Regions from separate parts of the Sus scrofa genome. Here region 1 is linked to region 2. The links are chromatin contacts, called in public Hi-C maps. All regions are on one chromosome and are shown on one strand. The core of a region is the stretch at or near the end of the contact, and the rest is flanking DNA. Distances in the headings are between cores, read along the strand shown. Region 1 overlaps LOC100512052 (zinc finger protein 27). Region 2 holds the start of ZNF568 (zinc finger protein 568).

Region 1 (2,700 bases), core at 28-2,527, 71 kb after region 2:
ATTAATGTGGGGAACAATTAAAAAAAGAGGGGAGGATGGTTTGAAGTGGGCCCTGGCCATTACAGACCAGACAGAACTGGCTGCTCATCAGGTGGGGTATGTTACATGGGTGAAATGTGTTCCCCTTGTGCAGGACTGCACCCTCAAATCCTTGCCTCTCCCATCCCAAATCTCTTCATTTGCAAGCCTCAACACCAACCCCATTAAGCCTCCTACACACAGACACTCAGTGTCTCCAATCCACAACTCCCAGAGGTCCTTGTAGTCACTGATATCCCCCACGTCCAAGTATTACCATCAAAGACCACTAGTCAGTGACTACAAAAACCGATCCATTCTGACTGCAAAGCAGTGAATTACACATATCCCTGACGACGAACCCACGCTGATTTCCAACAGTATTCCAATGACTAGGGATCAATCACCTGCCCCCACAATTACTGACGGCCCCAATCAGTGACCACCTCCTCATAGATCCCTCTATTCCCCATTCCCTGATCTACAAAAGTCCAGTCACTGATACTCTCAGATTCCACCATGAATTATCTTAAGGAAGTCCCCATCACCAAAGGCCTAAAGCATTTCTCCAAATATTGATCCTCATTGACCACCCTCAGCACCGAACCTCAAAGTTTCCACAATCACCAGTTCCGGGTATCCAAACAGAACTTAGAACCTCCAATTACAGACTCCCTCAAGCTTGTGATCACTGAGCACTAATACTGTTCAAATCAGTTTCTTCGAAGAAATTCACTTGGCCTCAGACCCAAAAGACCACTTTAAACTGACCCCCACGCACTCTGTCAATCAAGAACCCTCATTTATTTCCACATATCCCAATCCATCCTCCTCACAGACATTGCCACTGACTCCCACAAACCCGCCAGGACAGACTCCCCCAAGAGTCTCAGACACCCCATCGCTTAACCCTTCAGTCCCCTGGGTCTCTGACCCTTACAGGTTTCCATGACTGACCCAGTGGGGCCGCCGTAGTCGTCTGATCACCATCCTACACAAGTCCTGGATTTTGACTGCTTCTCTCACTGACCTTTCCCATTCTCCCGATATCCGCGCCCTAACCTGAAATTGATTGCCGTACCACGCCGCCTCACCACGGTTTGAGCTCTTCCCATCCTGAGTGGTTGTGCGCAGACTCAGTTACATCTTTGAGGCAGTCGGCCGCCACCGGGCAACCTTCCAGAGAACAGGATTCTGGGATTCTGAACTTTAATGTCAGTTAAGATGGCCGCGCCCGCTTAACGTCTTTCTGGGGGCGGCCATGTTTAAGTCTGTGCCGTACAACGGATGACTAGGCCTTTTGTTGGACGATTAGGCTATTGTAGAGTGGGGAGAAGCAAGTGTTCCTGGGTCCTTAAACAGAAACGTCACTGTAGCGTTTAGCATTTCAGAAACTCAAACCTCCAGAGAGCAAAACAGCAGCTCCCTGACCCGGAACTTCAGCCGTCTTTGTCTCCAGCAGCGAAGGCAACAAGTTTAAGATGGCCGAGTTCATTTAAACAGCTTCTTACGTGCAATGGGCGTGGCCCATCCCCGAGGAGGAACGTCCTTAAAGCAAGGTAAAAGTTTTCCTAGGCTAGCTCTGGAGTTGGAGAACCGCGAAGAGGAAACTCTTCTCCCGAGGCCCGGAGAAAAGAAAGGGAGACTTCACCGAGAAGGCAGAGCTGCAAGAGGGGGCAGTAGGAAGGCTCTTAGCACTTATTGAAAAAAAATGTTGAAAGCCGGGTCTTTAGTCTCAGGTGGCTTGACCCTATTGACCCTAAAAATAAAATAACCAATTATTTTACCAGAAAATGGGTTTATTCTGGAACAGCAGAGAATTGAAATTTGGGACAAACAAGCTACAAAGGGGAATGTGGGGGGAGGGATAAATTAGGGGTTTGGGATTAACAGATCCACACTACTATATATAAAATAAACAACCAAGACCTACTTATTGCACAGGAAACTATATTCAATATCTTGTAATAATCTATAATGGAAAATAGTTTGAAAGATTATATATGTGTGTATTTGAATCACTTTGCTGTACACCTGAAACTAATGAAACATGCTAAATCAACTATACCTCAATAAAATTTTTTTCTAAAAAATTTTGAAAGGAAGTATTTATATGATTCTGAAACAAAATTACCTCTTTTTTTTTTTTTAGCTACACCCACAGCACGTGGAAGTTCCCAGGCCAGGAATCGAACCCCTAGCCACAGCACTGACTCTAGCCACTGCGGTGACAATGCCAGATCCTTAACCTTCTGTGCCACAAAGGAACTCCTCCAGCTCCATGCTTTGAAATCCATGAGAGAGCAGGGCCATCCAGAAGAACACAGACAGTCCCATCTCAGGGGTCACAGGGCAGTCCTTTTCCAGGATAGCCAAGGCACACTCTGAAGAACCATCCTGAGGAAGGGATTCCACTACTAGGCTTCTGATCCTGCTTAGCCAGATTGGCCTGGCCTCGAATTCCTTCACTCTATAACCCCAACAACCCATCCATCTGTTGCAGGCTTGAAGTCCCCTTCAAGGAGATTAAACCCAAAAGCCTCTGGTCATGTCTCATTGTAATGTCCCTTCCCCCACCTGAACAGCCTGGTAGGGAAGGAATGTCACCAATTCCTCACCCTGCCTCTATATAATGTTTCCCAAGCAAATGAGGTATCCTGCCAGAAACCAATCAGATCAAAC
Region 2 (2,700 bases), core at 189-2,688:
TTGTCCTCTGACTGTGGGTGTAATTAATGTTAACCTTAGGCACCTGACTGGCTTTGGCTAACCCAATATTAGTATGATTGGGAAAAGAAATTTTTTTTTTTTGTCTTTTTGCTATTTCTTGGGTCGCTCCCACAGCATGTGGAGGTTCCCAGGCTAGGGGGTCTAATCGGAGCTGTAGCCACCGGCCTACACCAGAGCCACAGCAACTCGGGATCCGAGCCGTGTCTGCAACCTACACCACAGCTCACGGCAACGCCGGATCGTTAACCCACTGAGCAAGGGCAGGGACTGAACCCGCAACCTCATGGTTCCTAGTCGGATTCATTAACCACTGCGCCACGACGGGAACTCCAGGAAAAGAAATTTTAAGGATGCTTTTAAGATCTGTCTTGTACTCTGGTGATCCACCATGAGAAGAACATGTCCTGGTAACCACTGTCCTTTTAGCCTGAGCTGCAGAAAGAACGCCTATGGAGCAGGTCTGAATCCATTCTGCAGCCCATCCATCCAGGCAGGCCCAGCCTAGGTAAAATGAACATAAAGGACCTGTAACCCTATGAACAAGAAAATAAATGCTTGCTGTTGTATTCCACCGAGTTTAAGAGCTGTTTGTCAGGCAGCATTATTATAATGACAATAAATAATACATATAATAAAAAAAGCCAAAAGAAGGCCCAAAAAATAAATAAATAAAATAAATCTGGACAATGTCACCAAAGGAAAGAGGGCTAACAAAGAGTGGGCAATGAGGAAAAAGGACCACTTGAAACCAAATACAATTTTTTTCAAGCGGTTACCAATTATGCCTACACAGAAGTCAACTCAGGCAAGACAAGAACCACTACACAAATTACAATTGCCAACACCTCACCACACTCACACATTGCACATCCACCTAGCAATTACACAAACAACACCACAAACGTTTTCATAAATCACAATCACGAACATCACCATTACACATCCTATCACAATTACTCCATCACACTCATACACAACCACACCCCCATCACTCTCACATCACCACAATCTCTCTCTCTCTCTCACTCACACACACACACACACACACACACACACACAGTAACTCTCCACCACAGTTTCTCGTTCTGAGAACTCCAACAACTCTCCAGGAGCATTCTCCGCACTGCCGCTACTCCAAACACTTGGGGCCTCCTTAAAGGCTCCACCCCTTTAGCCGCGCGCTGATGCTGCCCAGATGGCTTGAGCCCCTTCCTTAAGTCCCGCTCTGGGGACACGGCAGCGTCACCTGCCGGAAACGCCCGAATGCACATCTAGCGCGCAGTTTCCGAGAGGATGGATGAAGGAGACCCGAGGAAGGCCCGGGCCAGGCGCTGGCAACGTCGAACCACCCCACCGCGTCTGCCTCCCAACGGACGTTCCACAACACAACACCTCCCAGAAGGCCTCACGGCTTGACTCAACTTCCGGCCAGAACAGAGGGGGCGTTTCCTGTGTGAGGGAGACCGGGGTGAGCCTGGTCGGCTCAGGTGGTTAAGCCCGAGTGCCCGAGCTACCGCGCGTGGCGTCTCTGAGGCCCGACTAAATTCACAGTTGCGGGGGCAGTCGATCAGGGTGAGCCCTAGCAGGGCGCTGAGAGAAATCAGCTGTGGGGCCCACTGTGGACCACATTTCCCAGAGGGCCTAGCGGCCGGTCGCTCTTCTCGCAGGAACTCGAAATTTGCGTCACGCCTGGCGGGACTGTTAGATCCATGAGGTGGGCGATCGTGGGCCCGTGGGGCACTGGTTCAGCTCTGCGGGTTGGGATCCTGGGGGACCTGGAGGAGGCTGAAATTGAGGAGGCCAGAGGCTGATACGGAGGCTGGTGCTTGTGCCTGTGCGGGCGGAACGGACTGAAAAAGGGGAGATTTTGCGACCCTTTTGCATATGGGGTTGTGACCGTGTGTCCCTATGGTGGTGTGTGATTGTGACCACGCGACACTAGGATACCTGCGGCTATGCGAATGTAACATGTGTTCCATGGTGAGTTTGGTATATTATCTGTGTTGCCATGTGTGGTTCTATGTGTGCAGGTGTGGAGTGTGTGTTCCCTTGTTTTAAGTATGTCTGTGCCTCATGAATGTAGCACCGCGTTTATGGGTAGGAGGCTCCTGTCAACTGTGCGATTGTTACTTCACAGCTCTGTCTCTAGGAAACCTCTGTGAGGTTTGGTCAGACTTTAGTCCTCGACAGCTGTAACCTCAACTTTCTCCTGAAACACTGAAATTGGGTGGGACGCCCCATTTTCCTCTGATCTCCATTCCCTGAGTGTGTGCTGAGGCTTAGGGCTGAGACTGGGGCTGAGCCCTGACTTGACCAGTTTGAGCAATCAGAAAAACCTGGTGTCTCAAACTATTACTTTCTCATCTAGTTCTACCCTTTGCCAAGTGAGGAGCAGAAGAGAAGGAAAGAATGCATGCTGAACTTCTACAAGCAGTGTCCAAAGTATGTTGAAGTTTCTTTTTTGCTTTCCTTCTTCTGAAAATTAATGCTTAATAAAGATATGTCACTTGAGGAGTTCCTGTTGTGGCTCAGTGGGTTAAGAACCCAACAAATAGGACACAGGTTCAATTCCTGGCCCTGCTCAGTGGGTTAAGGATCTGTGTGGCCATGAGCTGTGGTGTCTGCTAATGTGGCTTGGATTTGGCGTGGCCATGGCTGTGGCTGGCAGCTGCAGCTCCA

The links. A called contact is a pair of places that touch in the nucleus more often than the background predicts.
Region 1: a Hi-C map of skeletal muscle shows a contact between it and region 2, with 6 times the contacts expected there. The contact joins the enhancer-like site here to the promoter of ZNF568 in region 2. A contact is called at or near these places in 1 of 5 promoter capture datasets (liver), 2 of 47 Hi-C or Micro-C datasets (heart right ventricle and skeletal muscle) and 1 of 2 datasets of contacts at active chromatin or transcription factors (alveolar macrophages).

What each region holds. Positions count from the first base shown.
Region 1 is chr6:46,190,909-46,193,608 of Sscrofa11.1, forward strand. All of the region lies in intron 8 of LOC100512052 (zinc finger protein 27), which reads right to left. Among named protein-coding and RNA genes, the nearest start is that of ZNF383, 40 kb to the right of the region's middle. Within about 2 kb of position 1,278, at least 77 of the 83 cell types and tissues checked have an H3K27ac peak or open chromatin away from gene starts, as enhancers often do. A contact at or near this core is called in alveolar macrophages, liver and skeletal muscle, where this site is marked.
Region 2 is chr6:46,120,068-46,122,767 of Sscrofa11.1, forward strand. It overlaps ZNF568 (zinc finger protein 568), which reads right to left and starts at 1,439. Exons shown (of 8, transcript XM_021097146.1): 1 at 1,268-1,439. ZNF829 (zinc finger protein 829) reads left to right here and starts at 1,459. Exons shown (of 6, transcript XM_013998466.2): 1 at 1,459-1,735; 2 at 2,390-2,463. The coding sequence starts at 2,431.